Linked DNA regions of Mus musculus: all the other regions are linked to region 3. Evidence: chromatin contacts called from public promoter capture Hi-C data. All regions are on one chromosome and are shown on one strand. The core of a region is the stretch at or near the end of the contact, and the rest is flanking DNA. Distances in the headings are between cores, read along the strand shown. Region 1 overlaps Nsfl1c (NSFL1 (p97) cofactor (p47)). Region 2 holds the start of Syndig1 (synapse differentiation inducing 1). Region 3 holds the start of Apmap (adipocyte plasma membrane associated protein).

Region 1 (4,848 bases), core at 1,217-3,716, 900 kb before region 3:
TGGGGTCCAGACCTTCCTAGGCACCGAGTTCTCTCTGTGCCTACAACATCTCTCTCATACTAGGTTTGTGTGAGGCAAAGGCCTAGCTATCACTGACACCACCTCCAAATTCTCTAGCTGTCTCTAGGAGACCCCACTTCTTGGCCAAGGGGAAAGGAAATCTTGTTCCCCTTCCTTGGAGACCTAAAGCCTTTCAGCAACTTTGAAGAAAACTCTTCAATAAGTTGGCCTTGTTGTGGGATGAGAAATATCACATAACCCTTTCAATCTCTTTGCAAGCCCTGTGTGTGGACAGTACCTTACCTTGGGCTGTAGGGATGCTTGACCCTCTTTTGTCTAAGGGACCCAGTTTCTTCGTAGTCTCACAAGGTCACACTAAGCACCCCATTATAGTCTGTTCAGCTGGAACTCTCCTTGAGTCATGAAGGGTCTGCTCAGGGTAGAGAGGGCATGAGGATAAATGTATATGATGATCCTTGGTTTCAGTCTTAGTTCTGTTAGTATTACAGATAAGCCCTTGAGAAGGTTTCACCTCTCCAATTCTGTGCATCTACAGTTACTTATTGTATAAGGTACCTGATATTTATAAGGCACAGTTTCTCCCTGGATAAATATAATCAAAGCACTTGCCTCCTAAGTATTCAATTAAGGAGGTCATGCCTGCCCAAGTGCTCACACTAAGGGCTCAATAGATGGCAACTATACTCATTAGAAAGTTCTTCCTAGAGTCGAACATTTCACAGATCTCTTTAGTCCCCTCAGTGTAGGGACCACGATAATTTCTCTACTGAATGAGATACACAAAACTACAGAAGCTTAAGTGACTGCTTTAAGGTCATACCTAGCAGAAAATGGAACCTAAACTCAAAGCCAAATCTGCCTGTCTACACCACCTGTCTGCTAGATCTGGCTCTTATGGGAAAGTTTCTTCCCCCAACCCTAACTCTCTGCAGCTGTCTCTGCCTACTTCCCACCCTCACCCTTTCTCTCTAGGGTCTCTTTACACAGCGCTAGCTGTCTTGGAACTCACAATAGATTGCTCTGCCTCTGAGTACTGAGATTAAAGGCATGTACTACCATGTCCAGTGGCTTCCTCTTTTTCAAAAAAACCAATCTCCAGGCATCCTTTACCACCCAACTCTCAGGTGCTCTCTTCTAGACTCCTCCATACTCCCTTGCCATCACTGCCACCTCTGTCCTTTGGGCCTTTTTCACAGCAGAACAACCATGAAGTCTGGCTTTGCAGTACAACAGTGAATGGTTCAAATGTAGTTCTGCCCATTTTTCCATTGGAGGTAAAGTACAAAGTTAGTGTGAAAATAATGGCAGTAGCTGGCATTCTTTGTGGTAGCTCAAGTCCTGGCAACAACCTCAGGTTCTCAGTAGGCAGTAACTGGTAAGCCAGGTGCTGAAACATTCTCTTCACAGCATGTCTCACCTCCTAAGTTCATCTGGTTTTAGTCTGCATTTTTTTTTTAAACCATCTGCACAGAATGAAGCTAGAGTAACCAATGTTCTTTAAAAAGCTACCTCTCTGGCTGAGAGCCTACTGGGAAGATTGTGAGTGGGGGTGTATCCTTTACATAAGAATCTCAACTCCATTTCAATTTCATCTGCCCCACTACTGCTGAACATAGCCAGGTGTGGGTGAAGAATACCAAACACCCTGCCTTGGTAGAGGTTAGGCTCTAGTGAGGGCCAAAGTAAACACACACACAAATGGACAGTATATGTTGTATCAGGCAAGGAGCAAATAAACAGGCCAGAGAATGTCGGGGAGCTGATAGTAGTAGGCAGGAGCTGATCCTGCAAGGTCCCTTAGGAGTTTCCAGGCACAATCAAATGCACACAGGGCACTAGAGAATCAGGCCATAGCATATGGTTAATGTGGTGAAAGGAGCCCTCTGCTGGGTGAGACATGATGTTGGTTAAGGGCAGATCCATGGAATTACTGCTTACTCCACATGAGAGATGAAGGAAGCTGGCCAGGGAGCTAATGGCAAGTAGCACCTAGGTGGCATCGAGGGATAAAGGTACTGACACAGGGTCTACCAGGTTCCTTGGAGCAGCCACGAGGCCCAGCAGGTGCCAGAGAGGCTGCTGCCGTGTGGGGAAGGACTCAGTTCTCTTTAAGGGTGGCCACTGGGAGTCTGAGCATGCTCCAATGAGTATATGGGAAACACAAATTGGACTTGGAATAATTTGGGTGTATGCAGATCAAGGGTGGACCTGCGAGGAATGGGGATAGGAAGCAAGTGTGAAATCCCCAAATTATTAAAAATACCATATTGGGGGGAGGGGGGGGAGACAGAGCTACTGAGATTGATCATGTGCAAGATCTGGCTCAGACTGGGAACAGGTAAGATGCTTCGACCATGTGCTTTCTACCCTGCTTCTCAGGCTTGCTCTCTCTGAAAGGAGCTAGGAAGACAGTCAGACCATTAAAACAGAGCCACACCCATTTGTAAGAAGGAAGACCTTTTATTTGGGCCTGAGAAAGGGTCTCAGATAGTAGCTGTCTTGAATCTAGTGGTTAGAACAGAGCAGGTTAGAAAGAGGGAGCAGCAGGGGGCCTATGTTTGTACCAGTTGCTCTTAGTAAATTCCAAGTCACCCTGAAGAGTCTGGCGGAGAGGGGCATGCTCTATTGTATTGATGGCAGGAAACAGCTAGTGGTACTCTGGAAGGAACTGCGGCAGTATCATCTAAAGCCAAGAATGTGCTCAGTCCCTGCCTGCATGCTTCCTTCCTTCCTTCCATAATCATCTTCTAAGGAGGAAGAGATGTATATAACTCTACTTGTGAGTTGGTTGGTGTAGTAAGATCAAACATGTTTCTTTGAACAAGCTTGAACTGCACTTGTTAGAAAAGGCATCATGAAACCTGACATGGAGGTATAGTAACTTCCAGACCAGCCAGAGCAAACAGTGGGATCCTATCCCCCACAACAGGCATCATAATTAACTTACCTTTACTCTGGTGAATAAGAAGTACTCTTCCGACAGATCAAGACATGTCCAGGCATTGTAATGCATGCTAAGCACAGCCTACTTAGTTTCAAGTGATTCCCCTACTTGTCATGCAATGCTAGGATGATCCACAATGATGCAGTGGAGAACTGCCCTCAGTTCAACAGCCCTAGAGTATCTGATGAAAGCCCATCTGGGTGGACAGATGTTTCCACCTGAGCCTCCAGAACAGAAGCCTGAAGCTGGAAACAGCCTTCCTGGGCATGGAGCCCATTCTATGCAGTTCCTTTGGCTGTGGGCCAGGCACAGAACTGGGGCAAGTTCAAGCAGCTGCCATCCATATTTACTTCACAGGCAGGGGGAAAACCCAGGACCCTTTGCAAATCATTGAGGATGTAGGCAAAACCAGGTAGTGGAAGGGGCCTGAATTATGTAGGAAAGCCTGGGCATTAGAGCATGGTCCCAGGAACCTTGCCCATGCACCCTACCATTTGCCAAGTGTGACCTGGGCCCTGTGAAGTGCAGAAATAGAGGTGCTGCCAACTTCCTTCCAAGCAACTCAATATGCAGGACAAACTCTGTTGTCCTTGTTCTGTTTATAATGACCAATTTTGTTTTTCCAGATCTTTGGTTCCGGTGTAACCAATATGCCGGAGACGTTGCAACCCCAGGAGAACACTGTTTTCTAAGACCCTGTCTAAGGATGCTTCTTGGTAGCTCACAGTATCACATTGGCTCCTGGCTCTGGGCAGGGCAGGAAGCAGTACAGTAAAGGAGGCAGAAGAGGTTCTATCCAAGGTCCCTACTATCCTTTTTATGCCTTCAATGGTGGATGTCTTCACCAGGCTGGGATATGCCTGAAGCTGCTGCAAGTCAAAGGTCCGAAGGGCAGGGAACAAGTGTAAAACAGAACTTGCGTCCCAAAGCTACACGTTAACTATACATACCCAAATAAAATTGCTTCTCCACAGACTCTTGTGACCACCACTACAGTTAAAGGCACTCAAGATACATAAGACATTCATTCCCATATGTGTATCTGCTGCTAGCATTAGTGACATTTTCTGCTTTTTTCCTAGAAAAAGACACCTACCTGAACCCACTAAGGTTGTCATGTGCCACATCCAAAAGAAAACCCCTCTATTCTAGGAGGAATCCTCCACACAACCACCTGCAGCAGGAGGACCACAGCAGGAGATGATTATGTGTACACAGTGACTTTTACGCAGAGGATGAAAGCAAAGTCCCCTTACCACGCCCCAAGATAAGATTTTCTAGCAATCAATTACAGCTCCAGTGGGAATTTCTATATAACAGAATTGGTAGTATTTCTTCAAATTTTTGTGTTTTTTATTTTTTTTTCTTTAAAGTCCATTGATCATCACAAAAACCCAGGAAATACAACTAAAGAGAAAACAAATGTCCAACTGAAGTCTAAGAATCCAGAGCTACGGACGAGACGTGGCACTGGAAGGGCTAGGTGTGTACGGGGTGGGAGGAAATCCCCACGGGCATGGCCACAGTCATGGGAGACACTTAGGGAGGTGAGGCAACAGCTGGGCGGTTATGTTAACCGCTGCACGATGACAGCGTTGAGAAGGTTGGCTTCCTTCAGGGTTTGGTTCTCATCAGCCAGCTCTTTGTTAGGGAAGGTAGTCATAAGGACAAAACTGGTGGCAGCCATAGCTGGCCGGGCATCCACGATGAAGAGCCGGATGTCGCTGATCCTGGAGGAGCAGGGTAAGTTGGAGGTAATGAATAGGGCTCTCTGCTATTGCCCCCAACCCTGGCCTTTGGGAAGAGGAATGCTTCTGAAGGCTCCTTCTTACCATGCCTGCTTCCCTGTGTCCCTTCTCTACAGAGTGGCCAAAGCTGTCACC
Region 2 (4,285 bases), core at 730-3,229, 780 kb after region 3:
GTGCTTCCTTCCTGCTCCCTCTTCCCTGGTACCACAGTACCCTCTCTCACTGAAAAGGGGCAGCTAATTTACTATGAGTCCTCTCTGCAGGGGCAGGCAGTGGGGGCAGGGTGAGAAGGGCATCTGATCACTTACAGAGACAAGCTTGTCCCAGCAAAAGGCTAAAGTGTTCCTAGGTGCGAGAGAAGGAAGCAAAGAGGAAAGAAAGATGCTTTCTCACACATCCACAGGCCCCGCACCTGTGGTCTAAAACTTCGAAACGGCGGTCAAAGGCATGAGCAACTTCTCTGAAAATTCCCCTCAGCTTCTCCCCTCCTCCAAACAGACACCAGGCTACAGACACTTTTATCAGGACCCCCTTTCCCCTCTTTGAAACCACTTCTCTGCAAACACCCAAGCTGCAGACACCTTGACAAAGAAAAATCCACAGGCTCTGAGATATGTTAGGAGGTTGTTACCCCCTGCACCGTCCCCCCCTCCATCCCCCACACCGCTCAAGCTGCAGGTCTGCGCAGTTCGCAGCCTGATGGTTACCACCTCGCGGCTCTGCAGAAGAGGGCCCTAGAGATGCATGTCCCGCTGCCTGATTCTAAACAGAAAAACAGCCCCTAGGTATTTGTCAGACCCCTACGTCCCCCAAACAGCTAAACTGAGACCACTGTTTGCTGCACCAAAAACCCTGGTGAGACTATGAAAGACACAGGCAACCCAGTTCTTGCCCGCAGCGCAGAGGCGCCACCTCCACATCAAACACCGCAGGAGTGTGGTGCGCACCTTAAGTCTGAGGCACCGTGTGCCTGCGCTTCTGCTAGCAGAACACCCCACAGAAAATGAGGAATACCAGAAGACCCCTTCTTGTGGTCCTTTAGTAAAGCCAACCAACCCTTATCCTACTTGCCCAAAGCTCAACTGAAGGTTCCTCCACCACACCGCTAGGGTCCAACAAAACAGGCACATGCCCAAAGCCCTTCTTTCTTAAGAAAAGTGTCCAACTCCATGGATGCTCCACTCTCTCCAGTATTTACAGAGAGGACACGAATGAAGTGTAGAAATCACGCCCAGAGACAACAAAATTAGAATCTGAACCCTTTAATCGCATCTGCTTGCGCCCATCTCGGCGCCAGGACTGGCGGCTCCGAGGCTGCAGACTGTCGCGCTGCCAGGGACCGGACAGCTCATAAAAACCGGTCTCGTTTTGGATGGAGGTGAAGGGTTCTAGAAGTCCGGTCTTCCGCTCAGGTAACCGATTGTGCACCCACCCACCCCAATCCTGATGCTCTGGAACTCTACATTCTCTTTCCCCTCGGCCCTTTGCTTTCCTGTCCCATGTGGACCTCACTGACTGCCACCTCCGCGGATGCCTTTCTCGCCAGCCCCTCTTGGACTCAGCTAGGTAGCTCCAGGGACTGGTCGGTATCATCTAGGTGTTCCAGTACACCGGCCTGGCCCCCAGCAGCCTGGCTTTGCCGAACTCAAGACACAGACGCACTAGCTCTAACCGACGTCGCACAGCAGCCCCTTCACGCCGCCTGGGTACCCAAGGTGGCAAGGCGCCAAGTCGCACCCTGGGCCGGTATTACCAGTTCCTGTCCTCTCTGCATCTTCCCCGTCAGGCGCCATCTCCCCTCTCTCGGGGCGACACTGTGTCTCCCTAGTCCGGCCACTGCGACCCTTCAGGACTTACCGCGGCCGGCACACCATCACCGCCGCCTGGTCTGCGCGCTGCGAGGCGGAGCAGGACACCCGCCTGCGCCAGGGCATCCTCTCGCGCCCGCCACACCCGCCCACTCCGGTGGCCCGGGGTCCTCCCGCGCAGCTCTGGTGCTCGGGACTTACCTCCGGGACAAGGTGACCCGGCTGGTGCGCCCAGGCGGCCGCCCGCGCGTCTCGAGAGCCGGGAAGCGTGAGGGGCGCGGGGCGGTGCGGAGCCCGCCTCTGCTTCTGGGCTCGTGGCTCTCCGCCTCTGCCCTCCCCTGCGCGCAGCTTCCCCCGCCGCTCCCCTCCTTGGATCACTGCCAGCGCCCTGGGCTGCCCCGAGCACACAGTTCCCGAGAGCCGAACACAGGGCTGCGGCGCCACCCTTCCAGAACCCGGTCCTCTTGGCCCCTAGGAGCACAAAGGGCGCGGGCTGAACTAGGGGTGACCCGGGATGTGCCGTTCCACTCTTTGGTCTCGCGGAGCCTGGCGACTTGTGTGCAAGAGTATGCGGCCGCGGTCCCCGGGAGAAGGTGGCCGTGAGGAAGAGGAGGGGGAGAGAGAGCGGCAGCACACGAAGGTGGCCACTAACTTTGCTCCAGGCTAGCTGTGCCCTCGCCAGTGATAGCGGCTGGCGGGTGGCCGGGGGCTAGTGTCTGGAAACGTTGGGGCGACTGAGATGGGGGAAGGGGGACTGCCACTGGGAACTAGGAGGACAAGAATTAGCCGCCGACTGTGGAAACGGTGGCTTCCCTTGGTCCTAAAAGACCTCCCAGGCTCCAGGTCGACTTGAGGTTCAGAAGGTTTCTCTGGACACTGTAGGTTCAGAGAAAGACCCACGTCCTGACCAGCAGAAGGAATAAAGACAGAGACCAGCCTGAAATCGGTACTCTGGGACTCAAGCCTGTAGCTCGGACCAACACCATTGTAGGTGCACTGCGGGTGGCCCCATGGTAGTTGCTGTGGAAGGAAACTGGGCCGACGACGCCTTGGGGGTGGGGCAGAGTGGTGGCTTGGAGTAGGTCGAGGAGAGCCCTAGTAGAGCCGCCTACGAAGACAATCTACATTTCAAACGTTGGGGAAAATCATGCTCGAGTGGGCGTGTTTTCCTTACAGATTTTATAGAGAAGGAATTAGAAAATTCGCCAAAAAGAGGATCAAAAGTTGTCTTATCTGAATGACCCCCTTTCAAAACAAGGGAAAATTCACCTTGCTTCAGCTCTCCCAAACCCAAACTTTTTCTCCCTGGGGAGTCAACATTGCTAATTCCCTAGTGGTTCCTTGGATCTATAGCTATCTTGTATAGATTCCTGCCCCTTGCCTCAAAACCAAGATTTTGCCCCCAGAAACTGCCGCATCTAGCCAAGTAGAATTTGGAGTGTCAGAGTTGGAGGTAGCTCAAATCCTGCCTGGGAGCCCTGTGCAGCACTTGGCTTCTGGGGACCTTTAGCTGTACATAGAAAACAAAAAAATCAGATTTGGATGGCTTAGGAAGGAGGTTGAGCTGATTAGTGGACCCAGGTGTGTTCAGAGAAGCTCCTTGCTTGGGTTCATCTGAACGTCTTCTTTACATCTAAATATCACACTCATTCTCAACTTCTGCAGCAGCTAGGCACCTGGCTTTCTTCTACTGGTTGCTCTGAGCTCCAGGCAGCTCTTTTATCTGGGACAGCCTGAAAAGGACATTGTGAGTATCCCCCATTTAGTATCTCTTAAATTAACAGAAACTGTCAGCCTTACCTCTCTCTGTAAAACAGCTTATGGTCTCTGGTTCCTTCCTGAACAGAACATTCTCTGCTCTCCTGTGAACTGCTAGGCTGAGCATCCATTGTTAGAGCCATGCAGGATGCAGAATCAACACTGCTGTTTGTCTATTGAAGAGATGGAGACTTGAAAGGCTGAGAGAGTCTTGTCTCCCAAACTGCCGGGGTCACCTACAACTATAATTCATTCTCTGTGTCTAAGCCAAGCTATCTTGGTAGTCAGCCTTTAGGTTGCCTTAGAGGTTCACTTGGGTTTGCCAGAGCATCTGCTTGGTTTACAACTGCTAGAATTTTAAAGCGAGTTTTCCCCCCAAAATTGCAGTCAGGTAACTTGTCAAATGTAGGGTTAAGACTCACCATGGATCCCAACTGTCTCTGTGTTACCTCCAAATAGAACAATGGCCTCCAGGGTTGAGTCCCTGTGACCTGCCTCTATGTGTTAGATATTGCGAAAATTTTCCATGGATGATTTACTGGGTCTGCATAGGAACACAGGCATTTATTCACAGATGGACAGCATTTTCCAGCCTTTGGTTGTCTGGATAGGTAGGTAGATAGATAGATAGATAGATAGATAGATAGATAGATAGATAGATAGATAGTATGTGTGTTTCTGTGTGTGTGGTGTGCGTGTTTGAATTTCTGAGATAATGTCAAAGACTTATTTTTCTTAATCTACATTATCCACTTTGCCACTTAATATGTTACTTTCTAATTGTAGACTGGATGTTCGCCTCTCAGTTGAAGCTGGGATTTTTATTGTGTTTTAAAAGAAATTTACACTTCCTAGTTGAGAATCATGTATTAAGAGGGATCTCATCTATTAC
Region 3 (4,867 bases), core at 626-3,125:
CTTTACCTCTACAACAAAGGATTATCTCGCCCCAAATGTTATCAGTGCTGAGGTTGGGAAACCTGAGCTAACCTTGCATGGCAGTCCCATTTCTCTTTGTGCAAACAGTTGGTACAATGAGACAGTAATGCTGATTGGCTGCAGGGCTGGAGGGTGATGTGGGACAAGAGAGCACTAAGACCACATACAACAAGCAGAATGGACTTTACCGTGACTTGCAAACAGAAAACCCCTAAGTCATATTGCATAACACAAATGATCGAAGCTCAGCCTATTCTAACCCCAGCTTATTCAGACTCATGTGCTTCAAGATAAGGCCATGAGTGTATCTCCCAGCAATTCCCTGTGGACTTATTTGTTTTAGAGATATGGCCACTGGCTCTTCCAGACACTTTCCTAGTTTACAAACTCTAACCGATCCGTTCCAAGACCATTTCTAACTTTAGCCCTGAATTTCATGAACAGTCTTCCATAACTGAGGAGCTCACAGGTCGTCTGGTGAATTCCTTTTATGTAGGAAGTTCAGTGTATTCAACTCTTTTTTATTCTTCGTGTGTGTGTTCCGGGTTGTTTTGGCCCATGTGTTTCACACTGGGCATAGGATACGCATAATCCATGTAACAGGCACTGGATGTAACTGGCTACTTGTGACAGCTCAGGAATGTTCACAGAGCCTCCCACAGACGGGGATACTCTGGAGAGTTAATGAGAGATTTTCAGCAATGACTCTTGAGATGGATTCTGGATGATAAAAGTGGTTTAGGTGGAGGTAGAAAAAAAAACGTATCACAAGGAAACAAGGAGTAACATGACAAAGTCAGAGACATGCAATCAGAAGGGGAAGCCATTCAGGTCTCCAGGTAGGCGCCAGACCCACACAGCAGTTGTTACAATTACCCACGATATTATCTTTATAATGTCTGTCTTCAATGATGGAATCAAGTACCATGTTGCCAAGCCTTGGATTATATATAACCTGAGATCCCTACAGAACTGTGTTAAGAAATCTCCACTTCCCTCAAGCGAGAGGAAAAAGAACATTGAGGTGGCATTCTATCGCCATCTAGTGCCGAAAAGATAATGGCATGTTTGCTTCTGTAAAATCCCAAGTGAGGTACAAAATCCAGCACCTATATCCTAGAGATCCTTCCCAATGCCCTACTTGGTTATTGCTGCCTGAAATTCTCCTGTCCGCCCTTTCTCTTCCAATCCTACCCCCACATTCCTTCACCGGCTAAATGCTTCCACTAGACCAAGTTTCTCTCTTTAAAATCACCACTGTATTAAAATTTACATGTATTGAAGTCATGGCTCTCATTAGTTCCAGAAAGGAGGGATTTGCCTGCAGTCTGCTCACTTCACCTCCTGGAGTATGTCCGACTCGCTGTAATACCGTGGAAGCACTACCTGGTGGTTGCTTCATGATTCCTAAAGTTTTGCTATTAGCAGTCTTTTCTACTTGGGCCTGTCTTTAGGTAACTCCCTTTAGAAAATTTATCAAATGTCTATTGTATAACCACTTGACGATCTAGCAGTCAAAATCTGATCTTAACCAAAAGGACACATTTTGAACTTTAGCGGAATCTTTTCAGAAAAGATAACAGTTCAGGCGGGGATTACTGCATTGAACACATTTCGTTAAGAATCAGTGGCATCTTCTCTTTGCAAGCTTGTTACTGCAGACTTCACCGCCCAGCACTCGGACTTGAGGAAGACCCGCTACAGCCTCACTATCCAGACTCGGCTCACTGAGGGAGGGACCCCCTCACCATTTGCCTGCAGCTGTAGGCTGGGGCCAGGGGGTGGAGCCTTACTGCTGTGCCAATCTCCAAAAGGGGGCGGGGCCTGCATTGCAGCTCCGGCGCTAAGTTTACGTCATTTCCTCGCGCCAGGGAGTAGTTCTGAAACCCGCGTTGCTGAGTGTCAAGGCGCTGTTGGAGGTGTCAGTGGAGAGGCGGCAGAATGAGCGAAGCGGACGGGCTGCGGCAGCGTCGGCCCCTGCGGCCGCAGGTCGTCACGGACGATGGCCAGGTCCCGGAGGTCAAGGAGGGCAGGTAGGCAGGACCTGGGCTGGGATCATCCCACGGGAGAGAACCCTCCTCATTATCCCGGCTTGGACCCAGGAGCCGGGTTCGGGCTGACAGGACAATCTGCGGGGCGAGGCCTTGCGTGGACCTGGTTGTCCTCCCTCACGCTGCTGTGGACCTTTTCTGTCCCTTCTTGCCACCCAGCCGCTGGAGCCAACGCCTTTTGCCTTTCTTTAGTTGCACGCATCTTCCCGACTTGTCCTTGTTGGAACCTCTGATACTCCTGGGACAGCCACCTGACCACTGCCGTCAGCCGATTCTTTCGCGTTCCTTGTTATTCACTTTCCTTAAAGAGAAGTCAGAAAAGATGCTGGGTTTCCTTTCTGCGAAGGTCCTCCTCCTGCATCTATTGACGCCGCGCAGTCTGTACTCCTCAGCGTGGAGTAGAGAACCGACTGACATTGTTGGCAGTGTTTCTGAGAATTCGGCCTTGCAGGTTTTTGTAATAGGGACAGTAGTTACTGACAGTAAATCCTTAAAAAGAAAAATTTTTTTTGGGCCCCAGTCTTTCTGACTTTCAAAATGCACTATTAGCCCACATATGAAGCATGCTCCTTAAACCGTACTAGAAGACATTTAAAATTGACTTTTCAACTTGGTGACCAGAATTTTGTACTTTGAATATCTAGATCAGCCTCAAAGTTGTGGAATTAACTTATATGATAGAAATATTAGAAATATTTCTTTGGTCACCAGCAATGTGATGAAGGGATGTGGTGCATACTAGATGAGAGACAGTTTTTGCTTCTGATGATCGGTTTGACTAATGGTAATAAGATAAACATACAAACATGTTTTGGCTTTGGAAAGAGGAGTTTGTAAAAGAACAGGAAGGTACTAACTAGTATGGATCTTGATTAGGGAGACCAGCCATCCTAGGTAGCCTTGAGATCTCATTAACTAGGACTCACCTTGCTAAATGTGGGTAGATTATGACAAATTGCTCACCCTGCTTGTTGTGGGTATTGCTAATTAATTGCTAATGGTTGGTGAGTCTTTTAATGGATAAGCAAGGAGTGGCCAAACCTAACTGCAGGAACTAGGAGAACTAGGAAAGGGTGGAGCTGTGGAGAGCCCTATCTGGGCACTTGGAGAAGAAAAGTGTTTTGAAGCCTGGGTACCCGGGGACTCTTGATAGATTGGCCTGATATTTAGAACAGCTTCTGTGATACTTGTGACCCACAGGCAAAGGGGCATATTTATCTTTTTTTTTTAAGGTTCTCTGTTGGATTTCTTCCTTAATGACTACAAATTAGACACCAAACTGTCTCTTTCCATCTGATCTTTTCCAATGTCTTACATTTGTGCTTACACTGTTTTGACTTTGCCATTTGTAAACATATTTGCTGTTTGTCAACATGTTTGTTATTTTATCTTTAGTGATCTGTAATGGTTGGGTTTTTTTGTTTGTTTGTTTGTTTGTTTTTTGTTTTTTGAGACAGGGTTTCCCTGTATAGCCCTGGCTGTCCTGGAACTCACTTTGTAGACCAGGCTGGCCTCGAACTCAGAAATTCGCCTGCCTCTGCCTCCCAAGTGCTGGGACTAAAGGCATGCACCACCACCGCCCGGTGAAATGGCTGCTTTTAAAGTGAGTTATAGCCACCTTTCTATACTTACAGTGATAACATTCCTGTTTGTCGTTTTCAGCAGTTCTCCTGTATTTTTTTTCTTGTAGTCATCTCTAATAGTTTGTCCAACTATCTTCTTGACTACTGTGAGGGTAGAGGATTGAATATGAATCAGGAAAGTTTTGTGAAGAAATCTGAAAGTTGGGAGTTCAGAGGTTGGACATTTACCTAATACATCCAAGGTCCTGGACTTGATTTTCAGTGTAGAAAATTAAAGAAAAAGAAAGCATGGAATCTGAAAAAAGTATAAACAAACAATGTTAGAATAAATTTTAGACTTGCTAAAACTTGCAAACCTAACACAAAATCTTAAACTGACTTAAAACATTACTAGATTTCTCTCTCTCTTTCTCTCTCTCTCCCTCCCTCCCTTCCTTCCTAAATATTGTTGCACAGTAGAGTGTGAATTTTGTAGATGATAACAGGAGGTTGCAGTATCAAAAATCTTAGACACACCTCAGAATGGATTGATTATCAGAATAAAAGAAGAAAAACAGATTTTAATAGAGGAAGGAACATTTTGCAATACTTTGGAAAGTTTCCTGACTTGCAGGAACAGCAACATTCACGTTGACAGGGTTATTGAGGTCTCTGAGAGTGAATGACGTTACAGACTTGGAGGATGAGGTGAGAGTGAGTGAAGGACAGACCTGGCTGCTGGACTGTCATTCAGAAGCATCTTTCAGAATTGTGCTGTGAGAGTGAGTCTTGGGGTTAAAGCTTCAGAGTGAGCTACACAGCAGATTTGATTGTTGAATCCTTGTAGTCAGTGTGGAGCACAGACGAGTGGGGCATTTTAACATGCCACCGCCTGTTAGAGTCACTGTTTGACAGGGGTTTCTCAAATACTTCAGGAACTTTATTGAAAGAGCAATCCTTACACTGTGAGACTGTCTTTTGAAACACCCTTCTGTTTAGAAAGTTTGCTTTAGTTTTTAAGTATATGTAAGTGTTCAGGAGTGAAAGATGCACTGAGATTTAACAACAGTGTTTAGTGAGTTTCTGGAGGTCTAAGTTCAATTTTCAAATTTTCCAATCTAAGATGGAGATAAGAGAGTTAGGATTATAGTGTTTACATCTCAGCACTGTCTACGTGTGTCTTCAAATGGGTCTTTTTGTTTTTGTTTTTGTGTTGTTTTTCGACACAGGGTT

What was found. Promoter capture Hi-C pulls out the DNA fragments that hold promoters and counts their contacts.
Region 1: a promoter capture Hi-C map of hippocampal neurons shows a contact between it and region 3, with 3 times the contacts expected there. The contact joins the enhancer-like site here to the promoter of Apmap in region 3. A contact is called at or near these places in 10 of 39 promoter capture datasets (the 3T3-L1 cell line, 3T3-L1-derived adipocytes, cranial neural crest and 5 more), 1 of 484 Hi-C or Micro-C datasets (myocytes), 3 of 115 datasets of contacts at active chromatin or transcription factors (astrocytes, embryonic forebrain and large pre-B cells) and 2 of 9 other capture datasets (adipose tissue and liver).
Region 2: a contact with region 3 is called in a promoter capture Hi-C map of neural stem cells. The contact joins the promoter of Syndig1 here to the promoter of Apmap in region 3. A contact is called at or near these places in 6 of 39 promoter capture datasets (cranial neural crest, hippocampal neurons, liver and 2 more).

Annotation. Positions count from the first base shown.
Region 1 is chr2:151,510,754-151,515,601 of GRCm38.p6, reverse strand. It overlaps Nsfl1c (NSFL1 (p97) cofactor (p47)), which reads right to left. Exons shown (of 10, transcript NM_198326.3): 10 at 4,292-4,695. The coding sequence ends at 4,533. Among named protein-coding and RNA genes, the nearest start is that of Gm52533, 5.3 kb to the left of the region's middle. Within about 2 kb of position 2,466, at least 24 of the 459 cell types and tissues checked have an H3K27ac peak or open chromatin away from gene starts, as enhancers often do. A contact at or near this core is called in hippocampal neurons, where this site is marked.
Region 2 is chr2:149,828,477-149,832,761 of GRCm38.p6, reverse strand. Syndig1 (synapse differentiation inducing 1) reads right to left here and starts at 1,979. Exons shown (of 4, transcript NM_001085521.2): 1 at 1,837-1,979.
Region 3 is chr2:150,605,575-150,610,441 of GRCm38.p6, reverse strand. It overlaps Apmap (adipocyte plasma membrane associated protein), which reads left to right and starts at 1,875. Exons shown (of 9, transcript NM_027977.3): 1 at 1,875-2,054. The coding sequence starts at 1,963.